Linked DNA regions of Mus musculus: region 1 is linked to region 2. A link is a contact called in public promoter capture Hi-C data. All regions are on one chromosome and are shown on one strand. The core of a region is the stretch at or near the end of the contact, and the rest is flanking DNA. Distances in the headings are between cores, read along the strand shown.

The links. Promoter capture Hi-C pulls out the DNA fragments that hold promoters and counts their contacts.
Region 1: a contact with region 2 is called in a promoter capture Hi-C map of hippocampal neurons, with 2.1 times the contacts expected there. The contact joins the promoter of Ccdc148 here to the promoter of Ermn in region 2. A contact is called at or near these places in 2 of 39 promoter capture datasets (cranial neural crest and hippocampal neurons) and 1 of 115 datasets of contacts at active chromatin or transcription factors (large pre-B cells).

What each region holds. Positions count from the first base shown.
Region 1 is chr2:59,157,688-59,163,061 of GRCm38.p6, reverse strand. Ccdc148 (coiled-coil domain containing 148) reads left to right here and starts at 2,379. Exons shown (of 15, transcript NM_001372501.1): 1 at 2,379-2,715. It overlaps Pkp4 (plakophilin 4), which reads right to left and starts at 2,212. Exons shown (of 22, transcript NM_026361.2): 1 at 1,934-2,212.
Region 2 is chr2:58,051,325-58,056,813 of GRCm38.p6, reverse strand. It overlaps Ermn (ermin, ERM-like protein), which reads left to right and starts at 3,950. Exons shown (of 3, transcript NM_029972.4): 1 at 3,950-4,338; 2 at 4,971-5,063. The coding sequence starts at 4,098.

The sequences.
Region 1 (5,374 bases), core at 1,130-3,629, 1.1 Mb before region 2:
CTGAGGGAAAATAACCAAATGCAGAAGGTTGTCTAGTGCCAGCAACCTTCAAAGCAGACTGTGGAATGGAAGCACACACCGTATGCCTTCAGCCAGAAACACTTCCTCCAGACATTGTTCTTGCTTTCACCATACCATTTCCCACAACTGTTTCTTAGGTATCAGAAATGCTCCATGGGATATACTCCATTTAAAAAGAGACAATTTCTTCTACTTTCTCAAAAGCAAAAACCTAACCCTGGTTCTGGGAGAGCATCTGTCAAAATTTTGCTTTTCTGTATTAATTTAGGAAAGAAAGAAAGAAAGAAAGAAAGAAAGAAAGAAAGGAAGGAAGGAAGAAAGGAAGGAAATGTATACTAGTCGTTACCAATTTTATACATATTTACCAATCTTTATAAGTTGTAGGACTGTGCTTTTTATTCAGTTAAACTGAGTGACAAAGAAAGAAATGGCGCTTTCCACTAATAAATTACATATTGAAATATACATGACTGTGATGTCCCCGGGTTACTTGCAGTGGTAACTTACACGCCCCGAATTTAACTGTACCAGACAGTTCTATCTGTCCCATCGCTGGCCAAACACTGCTGCTCTGTTACTATTCATTATGTATTATACGAGGCCTAAACACAGCCCAGTATGACGATGGAAAATATTCCGATCCTCATGACAGCAGTGATGCATTCAAGATCTCTTGCAATACACCCCGGACCTGGAGCACTAAAAGACATTTTCTGATACAGCTAAAAGATGTTGGCTGCAAGCTTACTCAAGAACATTCGGCCCTGTCTCTGCTGGTATTCAGAAAACCCTGGTTAAAAAAAAAAAAAAAAAAAAAAACCACGCACTATCCAAATCTTGCAAAAGCAAACTTGCCAAGAGCCTTCTGCAACGATCAATAATAACCTTGGGTACACTGACACCTAAATTCACGGTCCTGGAGACCAATGCAGCAAAAAATCCAGAACCATAGGCTGGAGCCCCAAGAAAACTACCGCGCTTCCCTCTCCACCGCCCTCTGCCGCAGGGAGAGAAGCGGAGGCAGGAGAGTGAACGAGGCTTACCAGCTCTGAAGATGCGCCGTGACCTCTGGCTACGCGGCGAGATCAGGGCCGGGAAGGCGCTAGTGCGGCCGCGGCCCGTGCGGACTCTGTCCCTGGTGCATTCCTTGCATTCCAGCACAATCTGTCGCCAGCCTACAAGCTGGCAGCGCGCGTCGCCCGTTGGACGCACACACCTGCCTATCGCGGCGCCCGGAGCAACCGCGGCGCCTCCGCTGCCCGCGCTCGCCGGGTGTCGCACTCAGTCACTATGCCGCCAAAACCCGGTCCCGCCGCTCGCCCTCTCGTTTCCCAAGGAGTAAGAGGGGACAGGGACCCACGACCCTCCGTTGGGTGCAGCTGCTCGCTCTAACTCCTGGCAGCGCGAGGAGGCAGTGCGGCGCGGGAGGGCAGCCTGGAGCCTTAAGGCTGGGGCGCCCGCTAGGGAGGAGCGTGCGGTTTGCAGCTGCAAGCTGGGAGCCCTGGACCCTCCGGGCGGTCGTCACGGGCACCAGCGCTGCTCTGGGGGCCCGGGCGACACGCCGGGCGAGCGTGGGAGGCACGGCTGGCGGTTGCTTCGGTGGAGCGAGGGACGGACACACAGACGGCCGGTCCCGGGCACGACGGCGCGCGGGAGCCTCGGGGCTCAAGTTCGAGAAGCGGTGGCGCGGTGCGGGAGGAAAAGCGGCCGCGCCGAGCTGTGCGGGGCAAAGTTGTGCGCCGCCGGGGGGAGGGGAGAGGCGGGCGGGATGGCGGAGCACGCGGCGGGGACCGAGAGATCCGAGCCAGGGAGCCGCGGGGGGCGCCTGGCCGCCGCCAGGTCCCGGCTCGACGCGCTCTGGGCAGCTAGCACCCCAGAGCCCCGAGCCCTCCCGCCAGCCCCGCGCACTTACTTTCCAGCTCAGGCGGAGGCCGTCGTCGCTCCAGGGACCAGGGACATCCACGCCGAAGGGTCGCCGCTGCGGCACCGGAGCAAACTGGCCGAAGTGCGGCAGCCTCGCCGCTGCCCTCCCCTCCCTCCCCTCCCGCCCCCTCCCCCGAAGAGGCTCTCCCACCACCCCGGTGGCGGCGGCAGCTCGCCTCTACCCCGTGCCCATAGTGCCGCCGCCGCGGCCGGCGTCCACGCGCACTCAGCCCCGGAGCCCTCTAGACTGCTCAGAGGCCGCCGCCCCGCCGCCAGCCCGCCCGCCCGCCCGGCCAGTCCCGGCACCCGGGAACGTCAGCACGCTGCCGTCCCCAGACAGGCTCCGCGCCCGCCCCATTGGGCGGAAGGAGAGGGCCGGCCCTCCCCATTGGCCCGGCCCTCATATTGAACGAGCCAATGGGAGCTGCGGTTTCAGGTCGCCATGGAGACCGATGCTGTTAAGAGCTAGAGGGCCAGGAGAAGGTGGGGAGTGAAGATGAAGGTGTCTGTAGCCTCCGGCGCGGGAGGGGGTGGGGGGAAGGAGTATTAGGGGATTCCCGGGAGAGGGCTCTGAAATCGGGCGGGTCTTGCTTTTGAGTATTGCCAAGACTCTGCATGGTAGGGCTTGTCCCCAGCGTCAAAGGCAGAAACAACTGAGCCCCCGGACTTCTACTTTACATTGAAAGCTCAGGAGTGGGCGTTTCATTTTTCCTGCATCTGGGGAGCATGCGAGGCTATATGCATTTTGACCTTTGAGATCTGTGCAGCCCGGTGAGTTTCCACTCCATTCCTTAAATCTCTGCTTCTTCCTGACGTCACAGGGTCACTTGAATTCTTTCTCCAACCACTCCCCCTTCCCTGAGTCTACATTTCCTCTGATTTTTGGTTCTTCCAGCCTATAACCCCTCCCAACGAAAACAGGATTTCTTGCACGTGGTATTTTGGTAAGGAAACTGAGTGGGGTTGTACTAAAGGACCAGCCCGCAACAGAATGAGTTCTCTGCTTCCCAAAACAGCAAGTCTGATCTCTCCTCCGCCCCTCCCTCTTGGACTATGTGCTTTCTGTGCTGAGCTTGGCAGGTGCATGCTCTTCCCAGTTTGTCTGAGGCTGGAGAAGTGCCAGAATTCATCCCAATGATTTCTCAAAAAGAAAAAAATAGATTACAAATGATGGATTTTTGCTTTCTGGCAGTTTTCCAGATTAATACTAAAATCGGTAAGGAAATGATGAATTGGGACAGGGGAGCATTCGCACCCAAATCTTGACCTTTAATAATGAGTGCTCTACTTTCATTTTAAATCATTTTGTGCTAGTTTGCTCGTGCTAATTATTTTTGATGAGTGATGTTCATAATTAGATGGTAGCTATTAATCTGGAACTTTTACACATGATATTGCTTCATAACATATTTTAAAAATAGTACCACTCTAGCATATAGCCACCGATGTATTCATGTTTCTTCTTTTGGTGGCTTTGTTATTTTCATAATATCCTCTTTAGTAAAAAGAAAAAAATATTATACTATCTCCCTTCACAATAAGGGATATTAATTTTCCTTGTTATATTTTGTGGGGAAAGCTGATAGGAATTTTACATTACAAATATTTTGTTGTGAGAAGCAGATTATTGTGTATGCAAGCTCTATATATCTAATTTACATTCTGAATTTTAATTGGGTGGCATGTTTTGGCTTTTATGCTATAAAATATAGCCTAAGAAATGTTAATATGGCAACTTGCTTGGAAAATGAATCTCCTTGGTACTTATTGTAAACTTGATTTTAATTGACAGTTCCGTGCAGGATTGGACTGTAGAACAAAATGCATGAGCATGTGGATGTACCACTTAAATATTTTAGAAGCAAACATTAAGGTTGGAGGAAAAGATATCTCATGGCTTGTCATTAGGAAAATTGCCTGCTTTTGAGTTTTTCTTGTGTTTGTTGTTGTTTTCTTGCTATTGTGTGTTTGTTCATCGAATGGAAAAAGTTAAAATGAAAAGATAAGTAAGATATTTTAAATGTATAGTCAAGATACCAATAATTTGTTTGTTCTTAATTTAAGTAATACTAAATGAATGTAATATTTGCCTACTCAAAGGAGAAAATGGGTCTCTTTTTTTCGTCCTTCATAGAAGGAAGGGGGAAAAAAAACAATTTTGGTTTTACTCTAAAAATTATTTTCTTTTGTATCTTTCTCAAAACGCATATCTGTCAAATAATTTTCTATTGTTTTTATATGTGCAACCTACATGTCATTTCCATTGTCAGTGAATAAAATGTTGCTGAAACCCATCAAGAATAATGGATGTCCCCTAACTCATTTGTCATTCAGTATTACTTTTTACATTTAGTGGAGAAATGTTTTTCTTAACTTCTCCTAGAGAGCCCCTCCCACATCTGCCTCGTTTCTGATGTCAAGTCTGTCTTCCTGAGGATCCCTCCACTTTGCAGGAGATCTTAAGATTCTGGGAATCTGATGAGAGGCCCTGGGTCCTGGCCCTCTTATCTGCTCAACTCCCACTGTGCAACCAAGCGCACAACAGTACTCTCACCAACAGGACTTTTCTCTGTTGCTTATACTTTCTCAGGGTGCCTTTTATATGCTCTCCCCCCCCCCCCCCGAGCTTCTCCCGTAGGCTCCCAAATATCTGGTTTTTTCTGCTTAGCCTCCCTCTTTATATGCTGGCCTTTCCTTTCCCAGAAGCAGTGTACAGGAAGAACTCTGCTTTTTCATACCTGTTGCTTTGACCCTGAGTACAACTGAAATTGTTCCAAAGGTCACACCCTCTGCCCACAGAATCTCAGCTGGCTTTGCCAACTGAGTTCTCTCACCTAACAGTGTCCTTTGGACCAGGAGTAGGTTACATGCCTATAATTGCAGCACTTGGGAGGCAGAGGCTCTAGCTCAGAAGTTCATCCTTCACTTTTTTACACATAGTAAGTTTCAGGACAGCCTTGGCTTCATGAAACCCTCACTCAAACAAACAAATGAAAACCAAGTTTTTAACTTGGCAGTATTTGGAATTACTTGGGAAGGTAGGGTTTTTTTAAAAATATATATATATATATATAAACAGAAGAGACTATTTAAATACGAATAAATGTATCCACTATAAGACATTCACAGAGACTTATCACATTTAAAATGAGAAATATTAGTCAAACAAACTTACCAGTGTTATAGCATCAGTAAGCAAGAAATCATGGCTACCTCTGACATGCTGATTGTAGAACTTAATTATTTTTCGACATTTTACTATTTAATCATTTTCTTAAGTAATTATTTAATTAATAAACAATTTATTTTATTAATAGTATTTCATATCAATTTTATATATAACTAACATGTATACAATACATAAAATATGTAAATATATTATCTATTAAAATATTTGACAAAATTAATTTAATAATTTAATTATTAAATT
Region 2 (5,489 bases), core at 2,701-5,200:
AAATCTAGCCCTACAGAAGATACTATAAAGAAAATCCTAACCCAAGGATTTTAATTATACCCAAGAAAACACAGGAAATAAATAATTCCACATGTATAAAATCAAGAAGAGAAGATAACACACACACACACACACACACACACACACACACACACACACAAACTACCATCACCAACATAAAAATAACAGGAATTAGCAATCATTTCTCATTAATATCTCTCAATATCTATGCACTTAATTCCCCAATAAAAAGACATGACTAACAGAATGGATAAGAAATCAGGTTTCAATATTTGACTGCATACCAGAAACACACCTGAAAATCAATGATAGACATTATCTTAAAGTAATGGGTTAGAAAAAGATTTTCCAATTAAGGGTAAGGAGGAAGGGAAAACTGTGATTGGAATGTAAAGCTGAAAAGCCCACCAGTCCAGACTTACTAAGGCTATAGACTTACGAAGGTTATATATTGTTATAAAAAAAATGGGTGACTACTCTCTTCTGTAAGGACACGATAATATGTTTTATTTAATAGTTAGATCATCTTGGTGCAAAAAGTATCTCATAGGTCTTCCTATATGTAGGGAAAATAGCACATTATACCCTATTCACTTGTTGTCCACTATTCTGCATGACAGTTTACCAAACATTCCCTACAGAAGTGAAGTCTAGTCAGCCAAAGTTGACAAAATTCTCTATCAATTTTTTTCTTTCTGCAACCCTGAAATACTTCTAACTCCACAAATAGTTAAAGCATTGGTTAGAAAGAAAAACAACCACAGACACATAAACTGAACTAAATGAATACCAGGGTACATGCACATGCTATGCTTGCTAAAGGTAATAGACACCTAGAAGTAGGAAAGACAATGCGTTTAGAATCTGTAAGTTTTGCTGTGATTCTGAAATGATGTCCTTGGCAAAACCCTCTTGGAATGATTGGGGATAGGACCTTTAAAACTGATGTGAGCATTTGTATATCTGTTTGCTACTGGTTATTGGATTAAATAAAGAGTCACTTCTTTCTCTTAAGGATCATAGAGTTTAATATGTTCTCATTTGTCCCTGAACTTTGGATTCAGTTTCTGTATACCCTCACAGATTCCCATCAATATTTTCTCATCTACAGGCTTACTGGTTATTTCTTGTGAGGACAGACCCTTCATTGTCTCCAGCAGCTCTTGTGTGCCTCCTGGGTTGGCACTGCCTCTGGCCTTCTGCTGCCCTCTAGTGGCTACTATTCTCACATATGCCAAGGTGATTGATGATGGATCCCTGTAGGAGCTGTGGTCAATACAAACATCTGTGCAAAGGCCAGGGATGGCATGTGCCATTACAGCTGATAGGAGCAAGAAAGAAACACCCATTCAACTAATTTAGGGCCAGAGACTCTGTGAGTGAACAGATCTAATTCTTTTTTCTGGACTGAAAGCTGGAAATGTCCTTGGTCCTGTCTGCAGTTCTGTCCTCACTGTGTCCAGACATGCCAGAGGGAGTTCTGGTACATGGTTGCTTATTTTTCCCCTTAATCAGCACCTGTGCCTAGAAGCTGAATGTAAGATATGTCTAAAGGCGAGAGAAGACACATTATGGGTGGACCGACTGGGTTGAACACCTCCCCTAGTTTCTACAATTAGTTCTGTAAAAACTCCATAGATTAGCATCTCAATGATCTTTACACTTCCCTTGGTTCAGCTCCAGCTACACAGGACCCCTGCCTTTTCTCTTTCTCTTATGTTCTCCATAAACATTCCCAAACTCACCCTCGGCAATCCATTAGTTTCATTCTTCAGACTCTCAAGATAAAATGTGGAGCTACTGACTCTGAAATTTTTCTGTGGCTGTGAGATTCTGGCTCCCTAACTCATAAGTTAAACCCTTCCTGAGGTGAGACAGTCTCCACTGAACTCAAAGCCCCACCCTCCATCACCCCATTTCATCAGTGGGCTTACCAACTATGTAGCATCCTACGTAGACTGAGCAAATAGTCAGTGTGCTAGAGAGAGAAGAGCTGGCGATGACAGGGTAGGGGGTCACAATCTCTGTTAGAGATGTTTTCCTGGATCAGGATTGAGCAGATGATGTCACAGGGACATGTATTTGGTGCCTCTGACATATAATCAAATGGAGTCATCTTTAGATGGAATGTAAAATTTTTTATGGGTAGATGGGTATTTTGCCTGTTTTTATGTGAACCATTTCTATGGCTGTTTCCAGCAGAAGAGGTAGTTGGGTCATCTGAAATTGCTATTACAGATGTTTTGAACAACTGTGTGAGAGGGAGCTAGGAATTGTGGCTCAGTTCCTCTGGAGGAACAGCCAGTGTTCTAATCATTGAGCTGTCTCTTCAGCCCTCTTAGGCACAATTTTGAAGGTGACATATTTACAAGCACCCCCTCCCCCAATTTCTATTCTTGATTACTATAAAAATGCCCTCAAATGTATTCTCTTGGTGGAAGAGATTTACTCACTTCTTTAAAGTTTACTCACTTTTAAAAATCAAATGCCTGTTGGCAGAGTTGTTGTGCAGTAGTGTCATCAGTTAGACCCAAGAGTCACATGTGATGAAAAGCTGAGAAAGAATTGTTCAATGTGGGAGGGGAAAAAATATCTAGTCATCTCTCCAAGTTCATCTTCAGGTGCTAACATGACCTTTGAGTTAAATGGGTGGCAAGACCCATGCCTAACTCCTGCTAAGTAGTTTTGGCCAAGGTGTGGTTTTTACCCACCATGGTTCCAGTGCCTCCTGCAAGATGGTCTGATAACTTTCCAGAATTGTATGAAAACTCTTCTTGGGAGACAAGTGCCTTCTCTGGCTGGCACCAGGCTTCATCAGTCATGTTTTCATTTCAGCATGAAAGTTCTGAGGTAGTTCCAGTTCCTTGGGGTCTACTGTCCAATAGTCTGATAATCGAAAGGAAGGGCGAATGTTTCTCTTTAGAATCTCTTCATGTCTTCCAGGATGGTTTGCCTGCCGAAGGCAAGGTGAGTGGTGCATGCTGAGAACAAAAGTGAGCTCCCTTTACACTGCTCAGGCGAAGTTTAGATTTGAGTCGGTAAAGTGCCATCACTGTAAAATTAGTTACTTAAGTTAATCATAAGCAATTAAACTCTGGAGGGAAAAATGTTGGTTAGGGAGGGAATCATTAAAGGAATGATACATTAGCCAGAAATTAAAGACTCAGAGACATTGTTCAGACAAAAGACTTGATCTTGGGGAAGGACTGAGCCATCCAGAAAAAAGAAAGAATGTATCCTATTAAAGGGCAGGGGAGTGAGCAGCAGCCTAGTTTTAGCCAATGACTGGCCAACAGACTGCATCACAAATATCATTATGAAATGCAAAGGATAATTCTGATTGGAGCAAGGGATAACTTCAAGGGAAAATTACACCAGTGTTTTAATGGGTAGGGTGGGTGTCTGTAGACCTGGGGGGACTGGAAAATCAGCTTCCTGAGAGCACACTATGAAATCAGTTGCCAAAGCCGTTTACAATCAAGTTGTCATGTTTACAGGTCCTTGAAAAGCTGGTTTTAGTCTTTAATAGATGAGAAATGATGCCATTGTCTCCTACAAAATAGCTGAGGTTTTACTCGAACCAAATCTGTTCGGAAATGTTAAGCTGGTTACACAGAACTAATGTGCCTCAAGGTGGTCATTCTCTCTGGATTAAAGCCTGGGAACAATTGTGGCTCCTGTTACAAGGAAAATTACAATGGGCCATTATGGAGAGGGACAAAAATCTCTGTTCCCAGAGGGGGACTGACAAGCGGCAAGTCCCCCTTTGCATGCTAACACAAAAGCCTGATTGCTTCAGATTGCTTGTTTATGCAAATTGAAGGCAACACTAATTCTGAGACTGGAGCTGCGAGGTGGTGGGGATGTTGCTGATTGGCTGGGTTTTGCTCCCGGGCTGGTTACCAAACTGACAAACCCTATCATATTCATTCTGAGCCCTGAAAACCTTTCGGAGGAATCTTGCTATTGCACGTCAGACTGAGAGTTGGTTTCGAACTGTAGGAACCACAGCATTAGAGCTTATCGAAGAGCTTGCTTTCTTCATTGCGTCCTTAAATCAGACCTCAGTGAACATCATGACAGATACTCCTGAGACACTGAGCGGGACAGAGTGCAATGGGGACAGACCACCTGAGAATGGCCAACAGCCTAGCAGTCAAACCAGGCAGGAGACAACTGATGCAGATGAGACCCAGGCATACTACAAGGTTGAACCCAGTCTTGAAGATTTACCTGCAAAAGAAAATCAAGAAGAAACTGGAAACACTAAAGGGAACATACTTCCTAAAGGGCCTGAAGATGAGAAGATCCTCAATGGTAAAGTATTTCTTTTTCTCAGTTTAATTGTTTCGACTTACAAGCTTTTCAAAAATATATGTATTAACTAATATCACATAAATAAGCTGAACCCAAGAAATACAGTCCCTATACACAATAGGGGCTTTCTATCATACTGATTCATAACTCAGGCTTGTCTGATAGCTCTGCAATTCTGCTGTTTTCTCTTCTGAACCCCTGATTGTTTTCACTGAAAGAAAACAGAATAAAAGCAGCCACCTTTATTGAGTTGTTACATAATTTCTAAATGGTAATCCAATGGTAACTACTGCTATAATGGTTAGAACCACAGGTCCATTGCTGGTTACATAGAACTAATGTGCAAAAAAAGAGAAAAAAAGGGAACTCAGAATTATAAGATCCTAAAGAGATCCTAATCCATCTAATATATATATATATATATATATATGTGTGTGTGTGTGTGTGTGTGTGTGTGTGTATGTATATATAATATACATATATATATGTATGTGTGTATGGAGATATTATCATTGTGGAAACTAATTATTAAACAAATGCAATCAAATTTAAAGGAATCAGAAAAATGCAATGATTTGTGAACCTTTAACCATATGTGTTGGAAATGTTACATTGCTTGTGTTTCTCCCTAGAAAACCCAGAAGAGAACCTCTTCGTTGTTCACCAGGCCATCAAAGATCTTTCTCTCCAAGAAATAAGTGCAGAAGACATGGCTTTCCGAGAAGGTAACGGGAATCCTAGTTTCCCAACATAATTGTTTAGCCGGATGTGATATAATTGTATAAGGTGTGTGTACTGCCTGTGTGCTATAGAGAAGCAGTTTCAAAGAAAGACTCCAAAATCTTCAAGGTGCTAAGGGCAGATACCTGAGCCATGCCCCACTTTACCCAGATTTCTAGATGGCTCAAGCCCCAAATTGTCTGGGTCAATCTGACTGCCTGGCATGGCGAAGTGATAGCTATGTCTTGATAGGTTAGCCCACTGCATCCAGCTCTCCCTTTAATTTGTGCTTCAGATGGGTGTTGGGCAGCTTCTGTGGTGGTTGAAAAACAGGTTTAGTGTAAAGTTTCCTATTGACATTCGATCTAAAGTAACGTTATAAAACCAATTACTATGTGGGAAAATTATGTCTGAAAGAAGTATAGAATAAG